2 separate regions of the Zea mays genome follow, and region 1 is linked to region 2. A link is a contact called in public Hi-C data. All regions are on one chromosome and are shown on one strand. The core of a region is the stretch at or near the end of the contact, and the rest is flanking DNA. Distances in the headings are between cores, read along the strand shown.

Region 1 (6,798 bases), core at 1,083-3,582, 260 kb before region 2:
ACCACCGGACAGTCCGGTGTGCCAGACTGAGCTGAGTATTGGCTGCTCAGAGCCAAGTTCTTTTCTCCTTCTCTTTTCTCTGTTTCTAGCACTTAGACAAAATATGTTAGTACTCAAACCAATGTACTAAGTCTAGAAACATACCTTGTTACATGATTTGCACTTCTCTCTTCATTTGGCACATAATAACTCACTCACTATGTGTTGGTCACTTAATCACCAAAATATAATAGAAATGGCACAAGGGCACATTTCCCTTTCAAAAGTTCCGAGTATATTTTATATGTAAGCCGTTCATAACCATAGATTTAATACTCCCTTAGTCCCTTAATAACAAGACAGAAGACACTACCATTCTTGGTTGTAACAACACAGTACAGAGTTAGGTGTTTTTTTCATAAGAAACATAACTGTTTATGTGAGCCAAGTCCCTGAGCACTTGGCCGAGCTCATGGACTCACATGTCATGGTCTTCTTTACGGTGTTGTATGTGGATACCTCTGATATATATCCTTTACATATTGTATTGTATTGTATTGTATTGTATTGTATTGTATTGTATTGTATTGTATTGTATTGTATTGTATTGTATTGTATTGTATTGTATTGTATTGTATTGTATTGTATTGTATTGTATTGTACTATGTTATGCTATGTTATGTTGTATTATATATATGTGGGGTTTAATTTCTCTTAAACCATTGCCATCAGTTGCTACAGAATAAAAGGCTGTAGTGTTCTTGCTGGAAAGATTGGGGCTCTAGTGAAAAGTTTCGAGTATATTTTATATGTAAGCCGTTCATAACCATAGATTTAATACTCCCTTAGTCCCTTAATAACAAGACACTATCATTCTTGGTTGTAACAACACAGTACAGAGTTAGGTGTTTTTTTCATAAGAAACACAAATGTTTCTTAGGAAGTGGAGAAGGACAGGACCGTACCGGAGGTGATGCGGAGGGTGCAGCCGCACCGGGCCCCCAAAAATAGAGGGGCCCTTAGTCACTGGACGCTAGCACTTTTTCCTGTTAAACATATCTATTCTAATCACAAATACGCAAAGAGCGATGCGCTATCCACCAGTTTCGTTTCGATTGTTAAACTAATGTCTCAATTACTTATCGATTACTCCATCCGTTTCAAAATAGTATTTGTTTTAGCTCTTGATTTTTATGTTTATATTCAATTATATAATGATGAATCCACTAAAGAAGCAAAACAAATTCTATTTTGATATAGAGAGAGTATTATTTACTATACACATGATGGTTGCATCGACAGAGAGAAGCTTTTTAAAATTGAAATATTTTTTTAACTATTTATGGTCAACAATAACTCAATAGAGGTTAAATGGCTTGCCGATTTTATATATCGAAAAAAGTTGTTGGATGAGATTGATCTCAATAATATAAGCGATGACTTTGTATCACAAAATGTTAGAAGATATTTTAAATGATATCAGATAATAAGTAAGTGTTTTCGGCTATATTTTATATTTGTTATCTTATAAACTTTAAAATAGTGCATAATATTTTTTATACATCAAATATTTAATACTATATATATATATATATATATATAATATATATATATATATATATATATATATATATATATATATATATATATATATATATATATATATATATATATATATGGGTCTCCGAAAAGTCAGGAACGGCGAGAAGGACATGGCCGATTTCCCTTCTCCGGTTCTCCCCGTAGCAAGCAGGTGGGCATGTGCATGCACTGACTTTGCAATGCAGATGCAGATGCAACCGGACACGGTATGTTCTGAACATTGGTGTAGAAAGAAAGCAACGGACACGGTATGGCGTCCATGTGTTTGACATATCGCTTGTGGGCAGTTTCCATGGTTTTCACGGCATGAGTGTGCCATTGTATAATGGAATCCTCGAGTACAAACAGTACGCCCGTTTGATTCTGACCCTGGAAAGTTGGTCCGAGTTTGACTGGAAATTCAACCGTAACGCACGTAACATTTCCTTCCTGGTCCAATAAGTATGCAAGTAGTACTACGGATCGCCTCTGCCGCATGACTCGAGCCTACTGATGGCTAATGAAACATTGAAAACTTAGGCAACTTAGGGGTGTTTGGTTTTAGAGACTAATTTTTAGTCCCTCCAATTTATTCCACTTTAGTCACTAAATTGTCAAATATGAAAAATAAAATAGAGTTATAGTTTCCATATTTTGCAATTTATAGACTATAGTGAAATAAAATGGAGGGACTAAAAATAGTCCCGACACTACCTTAGATTGAACAGAGGCATCCATCTACCGTGCAACGTGTCAATCTTAAGATCAGAACATACCACAGCAACCTTAAGCAAACACACGAGTATGCCATAGTTTCATAGGTATTCTGGAGGACATGTCTACGATTTCCAGAACAATAACAACCATCATCATCCGACATTTCGATCCGAAAGCTAACAGAATAGAGTACTTGTATGAAACAACAAAATACAGCAACACTACTAAAAATCCATGCTAACCGTCTCAGTCTGACCAGTTTATAGGTAGTGTTACAAGTTCCTTTGTTCACGCAATCAACGACAAGTCCATAAAAGCGCTTCCTAGTCTGCCTTATGGTTCCCATTGCTGGTGGGTGACCTGGACCGATCTCTATGCCTTCTGCCATGGGGTGAACTGCCCCTCCGGTCCCTTGAGCGTGAGCGCTCCCTTCTGCGGTCCCTTGAGCGTGAGCGCTCCCTCCGGCGGTCCCTTGAGCGAGACCTCTCCCTGCGGTCCCTTGAACGAGACCGCTCCCTTCGGCGTTCCCTTGAGCGAGACCGCTCCCTTCGATCCCTTGAGCGAGACCGCTCCCTTCGATCCCTTGAACGCGAACGCTCCCTTCTGCGTTCCCTTGAGCGCGAACGCTCCCTTCTGCGAGGGCGGTAAGGTGATGGGCTCCTTTGAGATCCTCCTGCGTTTTTTAAGAAAAAATATTAAAGATATAGCTGTAATGCAAAAGGAAAACAAAGGAACGGTCACAAACCCATGTTTTTTCTTACAAATGTTTTAAAGCACACGTGGATCACAAGCCTATAAAAAGATATATGCAACCAAATTTGCACATAATAACTGTCACAATTTTCCCATGGCTACGCGTGTGATCTACTTCGAAAGTGTGATTTCAATCAAGGAAAACAATGACCTAGACCATAGATGTGTGCTCAAATCTTTGATAGTGTGGAATTATGCCGGCTAAAAATATAGAACACCACCTAGACCATAGATGTCTACCAGGGCTTCAATAGTGTGGAATTATGCCAGCTAAAAATAGAGAACACCATAAAAGCTACAATTATAATCACAGGTTGTAGAAACAAAACACCCCATTAAGGCCGATAATTAGAATATTAAGATCACTAAAACAACAAATAAGCAAACCTATGAGTGGCACAAAATATTTAGAGACCGAGTTCATGTTTATGTGTTGTAATAAACAACTAAACATAACACCCCCATCGAGGTCAATCATTAGAATATTAAAGATCAATATATAAAACAAATAAGCACACAAATACCCTATGAGTGGCACAGAATATTTAGACTAAGTTCATGTTTATGTATTAAAAAAACAGCATAGCACATCTGACAACTGCAAACAAATAAAGTGATATCCATTCAACAACAATGTATGCAAGCTGAACAACACATAAAGAAGCAAGTCAAACGATGCTTAATACAGAAAGCGTTGTGGTCATATCATGTGGAGGTGCAAAATTGGCCAACTTTGGTTCATACCTCTTCGACCACAGTATTTTCCAGGAGTAGGGGTCCTTTCACGAGTTCTTTTAGCCTGGAATAAAATCGTGAACAAATGTATTAGTTGGTACGAATGAAACAAGCAATGAACTTCAAGTATGCTAAATAAAGGAAGAACCCAATTCGATCTTAAATTTGAACAGAGTGGTTAATATAATTGATAATGAAACTAAACTTTGCCCTTTTGGTGAAAAATAGTCATGGTCCATTAAGCTTGTCAACTCTTGATCAAAATCTTGTGATATAGGTAGATTAAACTTTACGTTGCATGCCAACTAAACCAAAGATGACTTTTGTGCACTTGTTCCGTGGTCGGTGTAGCCATGGTCCAAGGAAGCGCCAGATTATGCCTCTCGTGATGTCCATCAAATCAAGATACTGGTCGATGAAGTTCGCATCAGACTTGGTGGTTGGTGTCGTGACATGGCAGCAGCATGCACCATGTAAGCTTAGTCGAAGCAGACAAATCGTAGAGCCTGTTGGATCACGAGCGTGATGTTGACGATGGCGGTTGTGGTAGAAGTTGCGGTGGCGATGGTGGTGACGCGATGCACAACAAGACTCCAAGATCGCTCTATGGCGACAGCCGTCGTGTTGATGTAGCATGTATGCATTGTCGGTGAGCGAGGTGAAGACGGCAAGTGGTGATGAGCTCTGAGGGTGTGGTGATAAGCACCATCACGTCAGCTGCACATCCTTTGGAGACAACCATGGTTGGAGACTGCACAGCCTGGACCAACCAGGTTGACGTAGAGGCAGCCCAGCACCATGTTAAACTGGAAGGTCAGGAAGTCAGCACGAGATGAGAGTTAAGACCCCAGTTGAAGAGCCACAGAAGAGGTTTTCCCCATTCACCACATTAGGATTGCATCAGAACACATCATAAATGATCCCCTTTCAATTTACTCTGGCACATTTCACCTGAGTGGGGTTTCCAGGCTTGTCTGTTACAGAATATACTCTTCCATCATAGGGAAAGAGCATATTTGTAATCTTCTACTCATAAGTCATAACATACCTCACCTCAAGGACCTTCACCAGAGTTTTAAACTGAACAGAGCATAGCATCATTGAAGTTTTAGAGGGTGTTTGAATGCACTAGAGCTAATAGTTAGCTGCTAAAATTAGCTGAAGACATTCAAACAGTCTAGCTAATAGTTCAGCTATTAGCTATTTTTAGCAAATTAGCTAATAGTTAGGTAGCTAATTTCACTAGCAATTTTTTAGCCAACTAACTATTAGCTCTAGTGCATTCAAACACCCCCTTAATGTAATGGAATATAATTTCCAGTGCACAAGATTAATGCATTTATGTTACTAAGACATCAGTGATTTCAAGGCTAAAGTGGGAAGGGGAGGGACAAGCATAAGACAAAAAACATGCATGACCGTATAGTAGCTTTAAATTTTTAACTGTACTACTGCTAGTATTAGACTACTTGACATTACTATACAACGATAACATGACAAAACTAGCACTATTCAACAAAAAATACAATAGAAAAATGCATAATGGAATGAATCAGTACAGTCAGCATCTAACCTTCTCTACAGTGACCAGGCGACCTTCAAGTACAGTGCGGTGCAGATACTTGATGGAGCGTCTTGCACCTTCAAGAGTATCCATAGTCACGAAGGCAAAGCCACGGGATTCTTTTGTCCTAGGATCAAGAACAACATGACAGTTCTTAACCTGCATTGAAAAATGAAACTTATTAATTGGATACCAAAAGTTTTGACAAGATTAATAGATAAGCAGATAAAGATAAAATAGAGACCATAATAATTTTCTCGAACAACGCAGGACAAGAGCATGTCATTTTCATTAAGGGAGAGAAATAATATGTAGGGGAGGCAATAGTCTACTCCTAGTACAAGGGAGACAGACTCCCGAACCCAACACCCACAGCACAATACACTAACTCAGCACTCATATCTCTGTGCTTAGCTGAAGAAACATCTCATTAAGAGCAGGGCTCCAGCCATGCACCAAAGAACACCCCAAGATAGCATCATAATAAGAATGTGTGAACTAATAATTTGAGACCATACCTTTCCTTCTTTACTAAAGAACTTCTCAAGATCATCTTCCGTTACACGAGTAGACAATCCAGTTACATAAAGGTTATTCCCTGGATTTCTATCATCTGGGCTCCTGTGCATGATAAAGAACTGAACATCAGTACTGGAACAGTCCCATATTTGTGTAGAATTGCAGAACTGGAGCTAAAAACAAATACTTGCCTCACTGGAACCAATAATATTTGGTAAACTATTAAACTATCAATTACAAGTGATATACTTGCCTGGACCGACTCCTATCCCTTGACCTTGATCTACCACGTCTCCTAGGAGGAGACCTTGAAGTGCTGCGTCTCTTTGGACTCCTTGGACGTGGGGACCGTGAAGCACTCTTTGGTGGAGGTGACCTTGAAGGGCTGCGTCTCTTTGGAGGAGGCGACCTTGAAGTGCCATTTCTATCAGCAGGAGGTGTAATAGACCGTGCAGTGTACCTAAAAGCAATATTTCAAAACCCAGAACACACCAGATTATGAGAATTTGGTCCGAGTGAGAGAATAAGAGAATTATAACAAGTCTACCATGCAGGGATACTAACCTCACTTCCTTGGCTTGTGACATCTAATAAGAAAAAACAGAGAGTGTAGTGTCACTCAGATAAACAGCCAATAAATTACAGACTGCAATATAAATACTTGTCATAGGAAGAAAAGTAACTTCACAATTAATCCAAATATAAACACATCTTAACAACATTAGAGCTTATCAGTCGATGAAAATCAGGAAGGAAGCAAAATAAAATCTTTTGCCTTTTAACCGGTATACACACTTAAGCAATGTGACAAGAAAAGATACACTATTGTAATAAAAGGTAACAGAAATTGGCAGCTCAAAGATCAAACGAGGCAAGATAGAAAATAAAGCATGATAAGAATCCATCTTCAGCTTGTAATTATTATACATTAATAACCTGAAACAAAGTGT
Region 2 (6,108 bases), core at 2,261-4,760:
GGGATCTCTCCTTCCTTACTGCTCCCATTCCTGGCCTCCAGCTGTAGTTTGTTGCATTAGCTATAATGTTAGATGTCTTTATGTTTTGTTGTTTTCGACCGCCATGAGCTATTTGGCCACAGACTTTTGTATTGGTCTATTTTAGACCTGTTTCTTCTTAATATATATTATGCGTAGCTCTCCTACGCTTTCGAGAGAGAAAACACACACACATTTCTGCAACACTTATCTGCTGAACGTGTCATCTATTTGTAGGCCAACATTATGCACCATACAGCATAAACAGGACTAATCAACATCCTATAAAACTTGCCTTTTAGCTTCTATCATTTAGAACACCAGATGATTGATGCCATATGATTGATGCCATTTAGAATACCAGATGATTGATGTCATTTCTTCTTAATATATATTATGTGTACCCTCTTGTCATTTAGAACACCAGACGATTGATGGCATGCCACTTCATTCACCTTGCTTTGATTCTATGGCTAACATCTTTACAATATCCTCATCTCTCTGTAACATTGATCCTAAATACCTAAAGGTGTCCTTCCTAAGCACTACTCGTCCTTCCAAACTAACATCTTCTTCCTTATGTGTACTGCCGAAATCACATCTCATGTATTCTATTTTAGTGAGTCTAAAACCTTGAATTCTAGAGTCCCTCCCCACAACTCTAGTTTTCTATCTACTCTTGCCCGACATTCATCAACTAACACTACATCGTCTACAAAAAACATACAACAAGGGATATCTCCTTGTATGTCCCTTGTGGCTTTATCCATCACCAAGGAAAAAAGGTAAGGGCTCAAAGCTGACCCTTGATGTAGTCCTATTCCAATCGAAAAGAAATTTGTGTCGCCATCGCTCGAACACCAACATTGTTGTACTTGTACATGTCCTTAATAATCCAACGTACTTCCGTCGTTGGAACTTTATGTTTGTCCAAAACCAAACACATAACATTACTTGGTATTTTGTCATAAGCTTTCTCCAAGTCAATGAAAATCATATGTAGATCCTTCTTCTATTCTCTATACTACTCCATCACATGTCTTATTAAAAAAATGGTTTCCATGGTTGACCTTCCGCACATGAATCCAAATTGGTTCAAAGAGATCCCCGTTACTCCGCTCAAACGATGCTCGTTATTTATATATAGAGAGAGTTTGTGAAAAAATGAACGATAAAGATGATGTGCTTCTATATTAAACAAGCATCTACAAAAGCATGTCTACCCAAAATTAAAAAATTAAAGTTCGCCAAGAATCCCCAAAACCATCAAAGATATCACACCTAATCGTATGCCTCATATCTAACCATGTGTTTACCACTTTACCTCAAATTATTCTTAGAGAAATCTGACATAAAAAATTATGAGGAGAAAATACTAACACTTAGAGCCTTGATAACATGCTCAGGAGCAATTGTTTTCTTCTCTTCTCTGCTGCACACTTCATTGGATTCAGACGAAAGGAGATTGATGAACTCTGAAAATTGGTTTTACAAGTAGTTAGATTAGAAAAGGAGAGACCAATCTCTATGCTTATGAAGATTCTTTCTTTGTTGAAAGTAAGGTTGTGAGAGATCCATACAAGTGTAAACCATTTAAACAGAACAAGTTATGCAGTTACTTCATTAATGGCCTGAATACAGTAGGAGTATATTGGCTTTCTCATGAAAACAGAATATAATACTCCCTCCGTCTTGAAACATAATTCGTTTTAGACTAATCATGCATTCATTAAGTAACATATGAATGTAGTTTGTATGTATGTCTTTATTCATTATCATTTGAACGAATGTGGACGGAAAAAAGGTGCGCCAGAAAGAACTATATTTTGGGACAGAGAGAGTATGATATAAAGTTAGAAATTTTACCTAATGATTTTCTTCTAAAAAACATGTATAATCTTATTGTCTATTATTATTCACAAGATGACATGCATACTTGAAAGCTCCCAGACAAATCAAAGAGATAACCATATATATATGTCACTACAGTCTGAACTGTGCAGGAGTATATTTTTAATTCCAGCAGTTTGTTTTATTTGGAACAACAAGAAGAAAGCTCAGTGCTACAAAATGATATTTCATAAAGAACAACTCATGGCAGGCTATAATTTAAATAAAGATACATGTGCAGAACCATGTTAATATGTTATTCAAACAGTGATTCTTGCATAGTTGAGCATACAAGCTGTACCATATGATGGATGATACTATAATGGTGTATACTGCATCACACTTGTATGTCTTACCTACGCAGCATTCAACAAGAAGATCCTGTGCATCTCTTGCCACTCGTACATCAGGAGGAAGCATCTCCTTAATTATCTTAACCATTGTTGCTAAAATGCGAAGCAGAAAGTCAATAAGTACAAGATTTTAAACAACTCTGAAAACAAAATGTCGTCAACTGGTGATCTGCTCCCATCCAGGTTCAAGGAACTTTATTCAAATCGCATGGCACTAATTTGGCAAAACATAATATTAGTATAGTTGTAACTCCATATACTTGTTCATTCACATTTCATGGTATAACATTAATTAATTCAAAGATAATCCAATACTATTATATAATAAAAATCATCAAACAATTCCAGTATAATTCATACATGAAAAATCATATGAAATTATGAAACAAAGCCACTTTTTCCAATGTTATCACAAACAGTCAGAATTCACAGCAGAACGATTTCATATACCAAACCATTACATGATGTAATGTTTCCAACGACTGGAGTGCCATAGTTCACAGGCTAGAAACCATCAAAACTACACTAAGTTACTAGTCTATCCAGTCCTGTTTGTAAGGCACAGGGGCCCAAATTCCATATACTAAGAAACGCCAAGAGACAAAGGAAACTTATTAGACCAGCACCAAATGATGAGCTCCCATGGTCCTGTACATGCCATGTTGAAGCCTTGTATTGGATCCGTCTAGAGCACTCAAGCATACCACAAGAAACGAACTGTATAGTGCTGCATCATAGTAGTTTGCTATCAACAAGGCTGCCAAAATCAACTAGCCACAATCCAAAAAGATCAGGACCTCGCCACAAGCCCCAGGACAACCATCGTACATACGAATTGGCGCAGAAATTGAATAGCACTTGGGACAAACCTAACTTTCCTCACAGCATCGCTTCAAAAATCAAGCTTCCTAGCGTATCATCTCACAAGATTACGCAAACCAAACCCAGCTAACCAGATTCTTCAGACCAAGAAGAACACGCCCATCCACACGACATCCCCTTAATGGCGTCAAATTTCAACACAATAAAAGGAGCCAGAATACGGCTTCTACAGGGGTAACCGAGGCAGGGAACTTACATTTGGGGAGGGAAACGTCCTCCTTAGACTTCCCCACGATGTCCATCGGGTCCATCTCCACGCACGGCACCGAATCCGCGCGACGGAAGGCGGGCGCGAGGTAGCAGGTGCTTTCGGCGAGCGAATTCGGGAGAGAATTCGTCTCGCGCAGAGTTGAATCGAGAAGCTAGGGTTAGGGCGCGCGGGGAGGTGGGGCCTAATACGAGGGGAGGGGTTGATATCCGGACATATGCACGACAGTCGTAAAATTTGTTAAAATGGGTCGTTTTAACTTTTCGCACTTCAAAACAGAGCGTGTTTCGTTGCATTTGTAAAATGGCAGCGTATCTTATGTACATGGCACGTATGCACATCTTTAATCCCATCCCTTCAATCAAGATCTAGTGGCTACTGTCGTTTTAACATTTTAACCCTCCCGTGGCTTCCTCTGGCACATCTTTAATCTCATTCTTTCAATCAAGATCCAGTGGCTACTGTCATTTTAACATTTTAACCCTCCCGCGGCTTCCGTGTGATAAGAATCCTTTTTTGCAAAACCTCCATTTCTCCTTCCCTTCCTCCAAACAGTTGCACGAGACTTCTGGAACATGACAACTGCCATGTCCTTGCACCGCCGCCTCCATTCTTGCCGGCTTCCGCCAAAGAACTCGCTGAACGTTGGTTCCCCACCGATGTCGCCATTGTCTGGAGGTCCAGACTGGCGCAACACCTCCACCAACTACCCAGCTTCAGTTTTTGTAACCTAAATTTTGATTCAAATCTGGAGCTCAAGATCGTCTGTAAGCTGAATTTTGATTCAAACCTGGTGCAAGAGAATTGTGTATAAATGTTGAACAGATTGAACGAGGGACAAAAAATGGTCACCGATGTTAAACTGATTGGATATTTTTAGGTGTATTGAATTCTTCACAAGAATCAACATGATGTGAAGCTTCAACAGGACCATGAACGAGAAGGTCAGGTTGCATGTGTGCACCGGTTGCAACAAAAACAGTGGGTTTAAAGAGAGCAGAGTCCATAGCGTCCACGTTGCTGCTAGGCTCGACTACCCATTGCACGTCCATGGCGTTGAGAAGCTCCGTCAAACCACCACGGCTGGAGCATGCCAGTGGCGGCGCTGCCATGTTGCAGCAGCCCTTGAACGTGGTGACCAGCAGGTGGCGGCTGCGACAGCAACGACGTTCAGCGAGGGCACGACGACATGGGTGTTAGCCCTAGCATGTGACGATAACAGATGTATGTATCGACGGGCGACGGCGGCGGCAACGATGTTCGGCGAGGACACCTGCAAAGCGTCGGCGTTGGCCATTCGTGAGCAGTGGCGGATCTAGTATTTTTGCATAGGATATAAAGCAACAAAAAATTTATGTAGAATTCTATCTAATTTACATAGTAAATTTGATAAAAAATTCGATATATAAATATAAAATTTGACACTCAACAAATAAGCATGAAACTTGTATACATTAAATATAAAGATTGCAATAATACTATTTATCTGGTTTGCGCTTTCTCAACGCCATAAAAGTTTTAATTATATCTTCTTCATTCACTTCGAAGAAAATATCTCTCTCGATGTATGTAACAAGACAATCATCCAAAAGACTCAGGAGCGCTGGTTGGATAGTTCTTAAGCCTAGGGGTAGGGGGTTTTCGCGATGTTAGTGACTCGAGTGAATAGCGTTCCAAGGACTAACTTCTGAAATAAGAAGGGAAGAAAGCCCAGTGACCCAGCGCTAAATAGTCATTTCTGAAATCCTTTAGAAATTCAATTTTAAATCTACAGATAACTTATAAAATCCATAACTCGAGAAATATTTGGGAAAATTCAACCAAACAAATTTTGTTGAGTTCTATACGAGTTGAACTTTAGAGAAAAAAATAGAAAAACCCCTAGTCCAGTACCGTTTCTAGAATTTATTATTTAATTTAGATTTTAAGTATTTAAGTGAATATAATGGTAAAAATAGTAGGACATATTCATTGAGGTTTAGAAAATTTTGGTAACCACTTGGCCATTAATAAACCTCTACAAAAATACTAATCACCCTAGAACACCAAGGTAAGTGGGTTAAACAAATAAAGTTAGGTTTTTGCAAATACCTTTAGAAAATAAAAAGAGAAACCAAAAGTGGGAAACAGTGAGCAACCTAATTTTTTCCTAAACACTTAAGCTATACACTATGGGAGAAAAATATAAAAATTAGATAGTTGCACAATAGAACATGCCCCACCCCTGCTCCATGAGAAAGTTTAAAAAACTTTAAGAAATCATACAACTCATTCCCTATGAGTAAAAATGACCAACTTTAGAAATGATTGCTCTTGCGCAAAGAATAAACTAGAAAAATAGAAAATCTGTTGTTTGACATTTTTCAAAAGGAGTGTTAGTTATAAGCACCCACTATGCCCCAAACTTTAGAAAATCACCATTAAATAACCACTAGGTTTTTTGAGTAAAATTTGGCACAGAGGCATAGTATTACTCATAAACATCAGCAAAAATAAGCTTTAGGGCAGAAGCCGCTTCTACACAAGGGTTGTGATTCAAAGTGCCCTCTCTGCCCTAGACCTTGTCATTTTTGTACAAGGTAGCCCACTTCTGCTCTACTTCCCAAATTTTTAGAGAAGCTTAATTAAGTCAGTAAGAAGCCACTGTAATTTTCATATAATTTTAAGAACTTCTAGAGCAGAGACATAGTTCAACCTACCCCATAAAAGCCTTTTAAAATAAGGGATGAAAGAAGCTTAAAATCCTAGCATGCGCAA

The links. Hi-C and Micro-C count contacts between places; a contact is called where the count stands out from the background.
Region 1: a Hi-C map of tassel shows a contact between it and region 2, with 2.5 times the contacts expected there. The contact joins the enhancer-like site here to the promoter of LOC100191260 in region 2. A contact is called at or near these places in 4 of 25 Hi-C or Micro-C datasets (ear, endosperm, leaf and 1 more).

Annotation. Positions count from the first base shown.
Region 1 is chr4:76,030,420-76,037,217 of Zm-B73-REFERENCE-NAM-5.0, reverse strand. LOC100282309 reads right to left here. Exons shown (of 8, transcript NM_001155221.2): 3 at 6,413-6,435; 4 at 6,102-6,308; 5 at 5,848-5,950; 6 at 5,339-5,488; 7 at 3,775-3,829; 8 at 2,409-2,950. The coding sequence starts at 6,435. The coding sequence ends at 2,601. Among protein-coding and RNA genes, the nearest start is that of LOC100282309, 5.9 kb to the right of the region's middle. Within about 2 kb of position 2,332, at least 18 of the 20 cell types and tissues checked have an H3K27ac peak or open chromatin away from gene starts, as enhancers often do. A contact at or near this core is called in ear, endosperm, leaf and 1 more, where this site is marked.
Region 2 is chr4:75,768,883-75,774,990 of Zm-B73-REFERENCE-NAM-5.0, reverse strand. LOC100191260 reads right to left here and starts at 3,510. Exons shown (of 5, transcript NM_001136694.1): 1 at 3,340-3,510; 2 at 2,265-2,354; 3 at 1,399-1,493. The coding sequence starts at 3,394.